2 separate regions of the Gossypium arboreum genome follow, and region 2 is linked to region 1. Evidence: chromatin contacts called from public Hi-C data. All regions are on one chromosome and are shown on one strand. The core of a region is the stretch at or near the end of the contact, and the rest is flanking DNA. Distances in the headings are between cores, read along the strand shown. Region 1 holds the start of LOC108476249 (spermidine synthase 1). Region 2 has its middle 17 kb from the start of LOC108476135.

The links. A called contact is a pair of places that touch in the nucleus more often than the background predicts.
Region 2: a Hi-C map of leaf shows a contact between it and region 1, with 4 times the contacts expected there. The contact joins the enhancer-like site here to the promoter of LOC108476249 in region 1. A contact is called at or near these places in 2 of 5 Hi-C or Micro-C datasets (both in leaf).

What each region holds. Positions count from the first base shown.
Region 1 is chr3:14,634,005-14,641,105 of ASM2569848v2, reverse strand. It overlaps LOC108476249 (spermidine synthase 1), which reads left to right and starts at 5,240. Exons shown (of 9, transcript XM_017778400.2): 1 at 5,240-5,810; 2 at 6,917-6,993; 3 at 7,085-7,101. The coding sequence starts at 5,606.
Region 2 is chr3:14,721,206-14,727,809 of ASM2569848v2, reverse strand. No RefSeq gene overlaps it. Among protein-coding and RNA genes, the nearest start is that of LOC108476135, 17 kb to the left of the region's middle. Within about 2 kb of position 4,194, at least 1 of the 2 cell types and tissues checked has an H3K27ac peak or open chromatin away from gene starts, as enhancers often do. A contact at or near this core is called in leaf, where this site is marked.

The sequences.
Region 1 (7,101 bases), core at 3,991-6,490:
CGGATTCACTTCGGCAAGGCCGACGAGGCACAAGGTGCAGTACTGGTGTGCTTGGTTGGATCCGTTTATTCGTGAAAGTCCGAGTCAATTTAATAGGGGTAAATGAACGAATTGGAAATTAGAATTGGTATTAAATGAATTGATAAACCGTATGATTTTGTATATGAATTGGAATGAGATATTGAATTGAGATATGAAAACGAAATGTTTGAACCATGGGTTCATGGAATGGATTTTTGATATAATGAAATAATGTGTGAATCAAAATGGAGAAAAGTTATTTGAAATAGCTATTGTTAAGAATTGAAAGTTTAGTGCATATTTATTTTTATTTTTTTTGCTTTCAAATTTTGAATTATAGTAATACCACTGAGTGTATATACTCAGCGTACGATTGTCTCCGTGTGCAGGTTAGTTGAAGTCAAAAGTTTCGGATCAGCATCCAAACCAATCCCAAACTCAGTAAAGTGGTTATGTATATTCTCTTTTGTAAAATGGCATGTGCCTAGGTTGATTGTATAGGTCATTTTGAAATATGTTTGTGAATGGTATTATAAATTAACCTTGGATGGTTATATACAATATAAATGAAATGTTAAGATTATGAAATGGCATGTTTAGGTTATTTTGGAATGGTATTTGAATTGGATTGAATGAAATCAATTGAATTGATTTGGATAGTACATATGATATATTTATGAGATGTTTGTAAATTATTTGTTTAAATTTCGTATTTTATTTGATATGTCAGGTAATACCTCATAACCCTGTTCTGACGACGGTTTAGGGTTAGGATATGTTACAATACTGATGTGAGGATGTTTCATATCAACTTTCATTTGAAATCACATAGATATGGCCAATATGCATAAAACAGATGCAACACCATTATAGTAGTAAAAACAACAATAGATGCTAGAGCTTGAAATGATATTTGAAAAAGCAATTTAGTTTGCCTTTATTCAAGTTGTTGTCAAAACAGATGTTGTAACAAGTTTTTTCAACATAGTTGTTTAACAAGTTAAATAAGGGAGTAAAAGAATAACGAGATACCAGAATTCTTAATGCAATTCAGATTAAACAATCATATCTCTACAGAGCCTTGCTTAGAGAATGAATCCACTAATTAATTTTCTTGGTACAACAGTTAATTTAAGCCCAACCTACCCAAAACTCAAACATATAATTGCAGCATCAATGTTGCTCAATTGTTTGCACTCGCTCTCCCCAAATAACCTCAATTACAAGTATAACCTCTCCAACAAAAAAAAAACTACAAAATATTCCCAAGAACAAATAAACACTCCCCAATAAACCACAACCAAACTGTGATTTTTGGCTACCTTATTCCGCACATTTTATCTTATGAAGGTAAGCCTTTAATCACTTGATTTTCGAATTTAAAAGATGCTAGATATATGCTAAGTTTTGAAACTATCAACATCTTCAAAAGCTTATCAGATTTGGCCATTAAACTCAACTAGATAAATCCATAACATTTTAACTCTTCTTTGTTCTCCAAAGGTTTCTCTTAGAAAATGGACTCTATCAATATATAATCTAGTTCCCTTTTAACAACAAAAATTTGCATTTGTTGCCTATCTCGACATTTAAACACGTCATTTAAAATATTATAAATCAAAATTGTCAATTCAATAAAATACTTTGATTATTATAAAAGGTTGTTAAAACTCATGTTGTAACAAAAAGTTCGACTGCTAAAGTTTCTAACAATCTCCCCTCTTTGGCATTTTAATATAACTTTGCAGCAAATGAAGCATACAAAATCCTATAGATGATACAAAGTTAAAAACTAAACAAAAAGAACTAGATTCATCATCAACATACTCAAAATGATAGTTTGAACTTTTCATCAGCAACAATCATGCATAAGCAGAGAATATGAAGCAATCATCACATCTCCAAGATAATAATATTGAAATAACTAATAGAACAATCATCTAGTAGTCAATAGAGTTATAACATAATAGCAACAAAAGTCAACTTCAAAATATTAACATAAAAAACTAAAGAAGCATAACCACAACACCAAGTTCAAAATATTATCATTTGTTGTCCATAACTTTTACTCTTCCTCCTTTTTGGCAAAAATGCTAAAGAAAATTTCTCTACCGTGTCATTTTCTCTAAGTCATAAATAAATTTAGCAAATATGACCTTCTTGACATTGTGTTGCACTTTTAATAGTTGAGCAAAGGTTTTTTCCATTTCATCGTTATAAATAAAGGTTAAATATAAAATTAATTCCTGAATTTGTCCACTTCTCCCAAATTGGTTCTTATGGTTTTTTTGTCCCAGATTGATATTCGAACTTTTTTTTTTCTGTCAACTAAACCGGTACCTAAGTCTAACGATGTTAAGTTTAAAACACGTGGCAAAATAAGATTGTGACACGTAGCATAAATGACATCATAGTGATGTCATAATTAAAAATTTTCCTTTTGATTTTTCTCCCCTCCCTCCAATTTTTTTGAGTTCCTTTTTTTTTCTTCCTTTTTTATTATTTTTCTTCTTTTTCCTTCAACCCAAGTTTCTTCTTCTTGTTTGGTAGTAATAGTCAACAATTTTTTTTCACTAGTCTTTTCCTTCTTCAACCTTAAGACCGTTCCCTTCCATTTATTTATTTTTTGTTTGTTTCTCTAGAAAAAAAAGCTAGATTTTCAATTTTTCTTTTTTGTAGATACACTTGAGAGATTGGAAGAATGTTTTTTTGCTAATTCTGGTAACTAATCGTGAATATTCCTTTTTATTTTCTTGAAGTTTTTAAGAATCTGTAGGAAAAACGATGAACAAAGATCAAGAGATTTGAAACTACTGTTATGTTTCGATTCAATTTTTCATGTTTGATAGATACATTTGGAAGACAGAAGAGCTATTTTGGGGAGAAATTTCAACTGGTCAACTTTTTCCTCCTCTTCTTTCATTTCCTTTGATTTGTTTTCACAAACATTAATGCCCAATCTTCACCTCCCTTAAAAGAAACATGAAAGAGAAACAGATAAGCTTTTGATTAAAAAAATTAAAAGTTTTTTTTATTTGAAAAGTCTGACAAAGGAAGGAGATGAAGTTGGAGAAGATAAAAAACTGTTGACTGACACTCTGGTGCTATTTTTAGGCTGAAAAGGAGGCCAACCATCAGCAACGATGAGGGCAGCAACTTGGGTTGAAGGAGAAAGAAGAATCCATTTTTTTTTATTTATTTCATCTATTCCATGACCAGAACAGGAGCGGATATACGTTACACCACGATTTTGAGTCAGAAGAGAGATTTCAAGAATGGCAAATCTATTCACTCTATCAATAACCGAGCCGGATCTAGTGTATTATAAGGGATTTACCTTTTCTATTGATTCCTACGGATTGGATCAAAAACAATTCTTGAATGAGGTATTCAACTCTAGGGATGAATCGAAATAAAGAAAGAAAAGGAACCTTAAAAAAATTTAGGGGGAAAGAAAAGTCAAAAGAAAAAAGAAGTTTTTTTTTTTTAATTTTTTGAGATCACCATGACATCATTTATGCCACGTGTCACAATATTATTATGTCACGTCTCCTAAGCTTAACAACGTTAGACTTAGTACTGATTTAGTAGATGGAAATAAGTTCGGGTACCAATCTGGGACAAAAAAATCGTAAATACTAATTTAGGAGAAGTGGACAAATTCAAGTACTAATTTTATATTTAACACTTATAAATTTGAGCTTAATCAGTCTAAAAGTCTATTGAAGGATAAACATACCTTCACTTGTATTTTCTGTTGCAACATAATTTTCAACAAAAATCGGATCGACATCAGCTTGAGTGTTCTACTTTGTTTGATTTACTATTTCAACATATTCGTTATGTTAAATAATGTGCTTTTCTAGTGTCATGATCAGATTTGACCATATATTTAATAAGCTAGTTAATAATCTCCAAATATTAACATTGATAAAATTCAAATCAACATTCAAATGAAAATACAAACATTGGCCTTTTAAGATGTTTTCGACTCTTGTTGGAAAAAGTTGTTGAATCAAATGTTAGTAACTAGTTTTTTAACAGACTTGTTTTGCAAGTTAAATAAGGGAGCAAAAAAATTTGAGAGACGAAAATTCTAGGCGCTGTGTGGATTAAACAATCTTACATCTGCAGAGTCTTACTAAAAGAATGAATCCTCTAAATATTTTTTTTCAATACAACACTTGATTTAATCTCAAATTATCCAATACTGACTGGATAATCGCAATCTTAATATCACCAAATGATGTACACTCACTCTCTCTTAAATAGCCTCACTTGTAAGTATAACGTCTCCAAAAATACTTGAAGTAACAAAGTATAATAAACTCAACAATGTATTCCCTAGAAATACAAAAAATTAGTCGCTAAAAAACCACACACAAACAATTATTTTCAGATGTCTTATATAAGGTTCCTACTCATAAATAAACTCTACCAATATATCATTTAGTTAGTCGTCTTACAACCGAAGTGATAATACCACGTTTCTCCTTCATTTCTCTCATCTTTACTCTTAACCTTCTTAATCATGCAACTTCTTAAAATGCATGACAAAGGAAGATGAAGGTTTTGAAATAAGCTATTTTGAGCATTCCATATCACTTGGATAATCATGTTTTATTTTTATAATAATTTATAAAAATAAATACAACAAATCCCCCGTGACCAAATGAAATAGTAAAGATGATAAGATTGAAGTCTACAATCCCATATATTCCATGGTATCCAACCCACATGCAGAGCAATTTATAGTTTCTATATTTTGAGAAGGCAACAAAAACAGACAAATAAATAAAAAAGAAAGGGAAATCTAACAAATATCGGCATCATCCACCAACAGTAGCTTTATTACGCCTAGATATTCCCCAACTTTTCACACTGACATAAAGCAAAAAAATATTTATCATTAAATAAAAATTTCATTGATAATCCCAACGAAACATGATTTCATCACAATCCCAACCCTAATTGAGAACCTTATCATTTATTATCATTGTTCTAGTAGTAATGATTTTGTTTATTTGATTCAATTTTACTAAATTGGAAAAATCTTTATTGTTCAGAATCCAACTCGGCATTATTAAAAAATAATGTGCGTTGTTCATTGAAATTCATACATAAATATTTTTGTCTAATTTAATAACTGAAAATTTTATAAAAAGTATTTTTCGATATTAATTATTAATTAAGTAAAAAGGAGAAAGAAAATCACAACTTCACAAGTCACAATCTCAGTCCACACACAAAAGACGCGTCGTTTGCAAGCAGATTCTTCGTAATCCATATATGACGATATAAATTGAAATTTTGATTTTTCTTCCTCAAATATTCTTTTTTTTCTGCTTTTTAATTTATATTATATTAATATATTATTTGGCGAAGGCCTAAACAGCCCAGCCCTTACAGCAACAGGCGTCTGGATGCTACTATAAAGCAAGACCAAAGACCAAGCTAGTGTGGCCTCTTTTTATCTTTCAGTGACCTGTATCCAGCCAACCCGAGATTTTCTATTTTCCGATTCTTTTTAGGTCTTTTTCCCAATTTTTTTGTATTTCTAAAACAGAAACAAATAGGTGTCTCAATGGCAGAAGAGAGCGGTGCCCCTGTAAGTTGTGCTGATTTGCCCGTTAAAAGGCCCAGGGAAGACGAAGAAAACGGGGTCTCTTCTGCTGCTGCTGCTGTTGCCATGGAAATGGAAGCTGATACCAATAATACTTCCAAGGAAGCTGATGGGATTTCCTCTGTTATTCCTGGATGGTTCTCTGAGATTAGCCCAATGTGGCCTGGTTCGTTTTTCAACTCTCCTAATTCCCCATTATTTCTCCTAATCTTTTCTTTACGTTTCCTTTTGGAGAAAAGAATGTAAAGTGTTGTTTTTTTTCTTTCTCTGCTTCGATTCCAAAGAGGGCTTTTTTCTTAAATCTGGGTTTTTTTCCTTTATGATTTTCGATGCATGTTTTAATCTATTTATATTTTTTATGGTTATAGATTTGTTTTAGATTATGGGTGAACAAGTTTCTGTGCTTTTTATTTGGCTTTCAACTGATTTGAATGAAAAAATTTTATTTTATTTTATTTTATTTTATTGTGCTTATTTTGATTGTGTAAGATATTGGTTCCATCTAAGGGCGTTACTTATTTTGATTGAATTCATGGGTTGGGTTCTTTTCAACTTCGTTCCCCCTTTTATTCGTCACTTCTGATGTGCGTTCTTATCTGATATTTTCTGTTTTTGGCTCTTCTTTAGGGAAAAAAGGGGTTCTCAAATGGTCCCATCTCCCATATTGAGGATGTTTTTATTTTGGACATCTCATGTAACTTGGTTGTCATTTCTGCTTGTGTAGTGGGTCTGTTTGTGATTCTTTATAGTGAAAAAGGAAAAGGAAAAAAAAAAAAAAGCTTTATTTTTATATGTCTAACTTCTAGTTAACTACATTTTCATTGAATGTTAAGCGTTTACGCTTCTTTGTGCACATTTGCTTGTTTATATGATTGACATCTCGAAGTGCATACTGCTTGCATGTTGTCACTTGTGTGTATTTTTCTTATTTGGGAGTGTGTACTATTAGTTTAATAGCGACGTCTGATCTATATTCATTCATAATTCAATGTGTTAATCCATTGCTTCCAATTTTGATTCTTGGATTTATGGGTTCTTTCATAGTAGTTACTGTGAAAGTTGTGGAGTATGAGGCTGGTGTTACTTTTGCAAGTTAGGGTCTTTTTAGTGTGCACGGGGGTTTCCATGCAGTAGGCTTTGTAGGTTACTTGAAATTAAGAAAGATGTAAGGGAGGAAGTAGCATAATAATTCACTGAAATGATACTTTCTTTTTATTTAGTATCTGAGAAGAAAAACATCTTTAGTGGCTCTGTTTTATATGAAATATGCAGGAGAGGCGCATTCCTTAAAGGTTGAAAAGGTCTTGTTTCAAGGGAAGTCTGATTACCAGAATGTTATGGTCTTTCAGGTATTTCATGGTCCCATTTTATTTTGCTTCTTTTTTCTCCTTGTTTAGTTTCTTTTAAATTTTTAATTTTTGAAGCACGGCACTCTTGCAGTCATCAACATATGGGAA
Region 2 (6,604 bases), core at 2,945-5,444, 88 kb before region 1:
TGAGCAAAATATAGGCCTACAAAATGGGCTTGAGTAAAAAAAAAGGTCCATTTAAAAAATAAACCAGGCCTCGAGTAAGGCTTTTTGGGCCGAGCCGACTTGATTTAGCAAAAAGACAAAAAAACTGCTATTTTCTTGCTATTTTTGTTGTTTTATTGTTATTTTTTTGTTGTTTATCACTGTTTTGCTACATTTTCACTATTATGTTATTACTATTTTATTATTATTGTATAACTCTTGTTTTATTGTTAATTTTGTTACTATTTTAGAGGCATTTTCTTGTTAAATTACACTTATGTTAGTGTTATTTAAGTATAAATATTTTTAAATTTATTTTTAATTTGTTAAGAAATATTTATTTTAATATTTTTAAAGTATTATACTTTTTAAATTTTATATAAAAAAATAATTCGATTGGACTAAATTGGGCGTAGCTTGAACCTAGCAAATGACCTAAAATTTTGACAAAGTCTAATCTAATCCAACCCATGAATAAGTGAAAGTGCAATCAATACACAACTAATTCAATATAAAAGCAATAAAGATAGCTGAAGAAAAAAGCACTCACACAACGCCATCAACCAACATCAAGGCCGCCTATTTATAGGCTATGAACGATAAGTTATCCAAATAATTTTGATAAGATAAATAGACATTTCAAAATTGAAGAAATTATCAACAAAATCTCCCTTTTCAAATTTTAAAATAAAGCCTTCGCCTTCACTTCCAAGCAATTTCAAATCATCTTCATCACTAAGTAAAACCAAAGTCAAACCAAATAAAGAGAAAGTTTGTTGCTAATAAACTACTCCTCTTCCTTCTTCCCTATAAAAATAAATCCTTCAACAAAAATAAAAATAATTCCTAACTCCAACCAAATATAATTTATTAATAAAAAATTAATCAAAATTATCCAAGTAAAAAGTGTTAACAAAATTCACGACATTTTAATTGTCCAACTTTATTGTTCTAAGTGATGTTCAAACAAGTCATAAAACAACTAAACTGAAATAGCTAAAGTCTCAACAATCTCTCTTTTGATATTTTGACAAGACATTTCAACAAATCTATATATAATTGCATAACATAATTATAGTATATAGTATACATAATATAATGTTACAAAATACATCAATGGTTATGTATCATTTATTATATTACTAAGCAAGTATATAAATTCTTAATATTTTAATTTGTTTACAATTTTATTTTTGTTAGCTAAATTTTGCATTGAGTTCTAAATTTTACTATTTATACTTGGGCATTTTCTTTTATATATATTTGGGCTTCAAATTTGGGATAGTAAGTTTATGTTGGGCTTAGGTATAAATAGTTTAGAATATGAGTTTGGGTCAATCTTAGAATATAAGTATTCAAATTATAACTTTAATAAAATGTTTTTCTAATATTTAATTTTTAACAATATAAAAAAATTCAAAATTCAAAATTCAATATAATAATATAATAAATAAGATAATTTATTTTCTCACTTTTATATATTATAGATATTCACATATATAAAATTTATAGACATATCTTATAATCATAAATATTACATATAACAAGCACTTTTTAGTTATATTATATAAAAGACCTCTATTTTAATAGAATATATATAGCTTCTTATGAGCTGAATTTGGATTGTGTTATCATCATATAAAAGTAACATTAATTAATACTTTCAAAATATTTTTTATAATTTAAAAACTTTAAAATTATTTGAATTTGTATAAGCACACCCAATTTGAATCAATCTAAATTCAAGATAATTCGAGCTTGAAAAATTTTGAATCTTAAAAGGTTTGAACCTTGAAAATCCCAAACCCTAAAAAATTTAAACTTGAAATAATCTAAATCTGAAAATAACCAAATATGATTTAGTTTGAAATTGTTTGTTTGTCGCCTCTAATTATTAATTTTTCCAAATAAAATTTTCACTATAATCTCCAAAATTTCTATAATAATTTTTAAGGAAAATTTTATAATAATTAATTAAATAAATATTAACCTGTAGCAATAGTGAACTAAGATTTAGATTTTTGGACAATAGTTAAAGATTTTAATGTTTAAGGTTGGATTTAGGATTTAGAGGTTAGGATTTGGATTTTAAGGTTTAGGATTAAGGTCAAAAATAGGATTTAAGATTTAGGGTCTAAAATTGGCTTTTGGACTTAAAGTTTTGGTTAGGATATTTATGAATATTATAAATTCTATCATACACGTATGTGTTATGAGGTTAGAACTTTAGTATGGAACATTAAACGACCTTAGGCCATTTTTTTGTTTCAAATCTACTTAAGTTAGACTTACTCTCGAAAGATAGGAATTTTCCAGAATTTCTCTAAGGCATCAAAATAGAATAGAAGCAAACTTAAAAGTGAATGAGGAACGAAAGAAATTGAAAAAAGTCACAAGGAAGCAATTAACACCAAGTGTTTGAGTAAATGATCTTAAAACATATTCTTCAACTTAAGAATAAAGTAAAATGGGATGAAGTGATTACAAATGAAGGGAAGACCTCTATTTATAGTTGAGCTTCCCTAGATCCAATGATACAAATTGAATTACATCAACAGTTGATCTTAGTGCCTATCTACAAGATTAGAGTCCTAAGGGGTTTAAACTCTATACAATCTTATCCCTTAAAATTTACATTAACCATGGTAACTTTAGTTTTACTAGAGTATTTTTCTGGGCCACAAAGACTTCAAAAAGATGGGCTTCTCCATGGGTTCCACAAATCAGACAAATTCTAGTTGATCAAATGAGCCTCATTTAATCAATTGACCTCCATGAGACGATTTATGTGCATTTGTCACATGCTTTGATTTTTAGCCTATGACATATGCATGAGGATCCCACGAATTTAGAATGTAGTCGTGTGTTTTAAAAAACATAAGGTAAACAATGAAATCTTTGGGTTGAAACTAATTAATCATAACAACACATAAAATATGTACGATATTAAAATAGAACAATTAGATTATATTGTGAGTAAAATGACAATTTAAACACATTAATACATCATATTAAGAATACTAAATGAATACTATGTTTTAGAATAATATACAATAAATAATAAAACGCATGGTTTGAAATTATTTAATAATAACACATGAAATATATATAAAATATTTAAATAAAAAATTAGAATAAATACGCATACGAAAGGATATTTTTTGTAATTTCACTAACCAAGTTGATGCCCGATTAACTCGTGACACCAACTTAGTCAAGGACTTAAATAATAATATATATATACAATTAATGTAGATCATAAAGTGTATATAATAAAATTAAAATGTATAAAAAAATCAAAATAGAGCTTTGGTTGAGTGGTAAACTTAGTTTCATGTATGCAATTGGTGTGACTGTAATCCCATAACATACATTTTTATTGTATTTTTTAAAAATAAAAGACTAAAATACACTCGAGTAATATAAATTATTTTAAAAACAAAATAATATTTTTAACTGAATTAGTGCACTTTAACTCGTGGCATACTCCATAGAAATTAAATAATAGGAAAAATATTATATTTTTATGAATCTCCAAAAATGAAATAATTTTTTAGTGGATAAATAAAAGGTAATCAACTTAGCTTAAGTTACACTCTATTATAATGATACGTGTAAATATGTTATTTGTGATATAAAGTTTAGAATTATAAATATTTGATAAAAAAAGTATCACAAAATCATTTGTACTATACATTGGATTGCTTTTTAGTTTTTCTATTGAAAAAATAGTAAATTAGTTTTTGTATGCTAGATGAGTGAGGAAAACAATTCCTCCGTTAAAATTGTACATGAGATGTAATAACAAATTTAGCCATAAACATTTATACATTTATTCAATTTAACCCTTACTTTTTATTAGAAATAAATTAGAAAATTTTGAAACTAATAAAGCTAAAGGAAAAATGAAAACCTAGTAACAAATTTTAAAAATAAAAAAATCTTTAAAATTTTAAAAATTAGAAAGTCATTAAAATTTTAAAATTTCTATAATTTTTATTAAAAATTTAAGTTGAAAAACTAATAAAATACTCCAATTGACGTTTCTGTGATTTTAACATCTACAATTGTTTTTTTCTTCATTTTTATTTTGCACCACCAATTTTTCAGTGACCAAATGGATACAATCTATGCGAAATATGAGCTGCATGGGCCATGGCATCAACGCTTCATGGGCGAGTAGCACTCTTGTTTCGAAATATTGGCATTGCCGCACTGTAATGCCTTCAGTTCGACAAGATTGTCTGAATCGAATTGAATTAATTGGTTGAATTAACTAAATTAAAAATTAATTAAAGTATTATTTTAGAGATAGGTTTTAAATAGGTTGACTCAGAACCGATAAGAACTCAGTAAAAATAGATTGAATTGAATTTTAATAATTTTTATTTTTATAAAATTTTAATGATTTATTTAATCGAATTGACAATCTAATTGATTCAATCATTAATCTAATTTTAAAAATTTGGAGTTGAATGCACTTTTCCTGTTTTCCTTTTGGTTATGGATTCAATTTGCGTTTTCAAAGTTTTCTAATGATATGGATATTCAATTTAAAAGATATTAACTGACATGAAAATAGCTTTGTACTTGAAATAATATATGAAATAATTGAAAATTGCACTACAGGAAGATTTGGACTACTAATATTGCTAAAAATATAGAATTTAAAAATTGATGAATATATATAAATATAAAGGGTTAAATTTATTATTATATTTTATATATAAATATCAAAACAAACATTTAGGTGCAATTTTAAAAAATAATTGTTTTCTTCACTCTAATTTACCTTTTTAATAGAAAAACTAAAATACAATTTGTGATATGGTATAGAGAGTTTTGTGGTATTTTTACAAAATTTTAAATATATTATGCCTCAACATAATAATCTATAATATCTATAACAATAATACTGAATTTTCGAGAAATTTTTAAATTGTCAAAATTAAATCTAAAAAATAAATTTAAAAATAAAAATCAAATTAAATCGAAAACTGTGATACATTATCAAATAATGCTCAAGAGTTTGTTTTTTTTTTTTTCTGTTTGTTTGTCAAAATAAGTGAAGAAAAACCTAAAATCTAAATGGCACAATTGCAATAAATTGAACCGACCATAGAAAAAGAATAATAGAGGAGAGGCAAGTGTAGAAAAGAAAGTAAAAAAAGAAGGCAATCAAACCCATGTTGAGGGACCCCCTCTCATATTTGCCGACCAAAAAAGAATAAAGGACAGCAGTCAGTGGAGGAGTTGGTTGCTACACTTTGGTGGTAGGGGATAGATATATCATTTGACTTTGTCAGAGTTGGTTGTCGTGGAAACTTACTACTTTTGAATAATAATTAAAAATAAAATCGGCATCATCATCAACAGTTGCATGGCAAATGGATCTTTTCTTGCGTGTGATTCACCTGACTGCCAGTCTCTAATTTCTTGGAAGCTCATCATTTTAATTTGATGATGGACTTACAAAGTGTGAAAACCCCCATGCCAAATTACGCCGCCCACGTAAACTCATCCATCCATCCATCCATCCATCACCTTCCTTCTTTTTGGGATTTTGACGGAACACCATCGGTTCTTTTCACAACCTGTATAAGTGGAATATTATTATTGTTATTAGGTACACAACCTAATTGGGAGTTTTTATTTTGATTACTTAAAAATATTTTTTAATTGAATTATTATTGTAAAAAAATATAATTTTAATCAATTAAACGTTAAATATTTAATGTTTGTTAAGGGTAATTGAGGAACTAAATTTTTTAACATTGATAACTAAATTAAAAGGATATTTTTTAATAACCAAAATAAAAGAACTTGAAAAGTTAAAATAGTTATTACGGTGGACTCAATTCAACTTTCATCTTGCTTGCTTACCACACTTCAGATGTTGGTTTTCTAGAGCTAGCCGGCTACGTGTAAAACAATATACTTCACAAAATAATAAAAAAGAGCAATAAGCTGTAGACGTTGATATTTGCTACCTTATATTATGTGTACAAATATCTATACACTGCCACCCATGCCCCATGCTTTACCAAAATTAAAGTTTACAGCATATATTCTATTTCTTTTCTCCATAAGGAAAAATTCTCAAAAAGAAAATCATTTTTAAAATTTTAAAAAAATACCTCATTTGGTTATTTGATATATTAATACAAAGAAAACCTAATATTTACCTAAATATTAAAATACTTAGTATGAATTATAAACATGATATTACAAGAATGAGTAAAACTCAAAAAAAAAATAATAAGTAAAAAAGTTTTTGTTTTTTGGTCATGAGATTTTCTATTAAAAAAGGATAACAAGCAAGAAAAGGTTAAGTTTCATACAAGTGTTCAATTAATACAAGATAAATTAAAGGAACAATCAATAAGCTTGAAACAAATCTTACAAAAGTCAAACACAAAACTCAAAGAAGCAAATCTGCTTGTAATATACCATCTACGGTGAAGTCAAATTTTTTTGGATAAGAATTAAATTATATATTTTATAAAAGTAAAATTTAATTTTATTATTTTAATAATTTATATTTTTATAATTTTTAAAAGATTAAATTAATTTTTATTATTTTAAG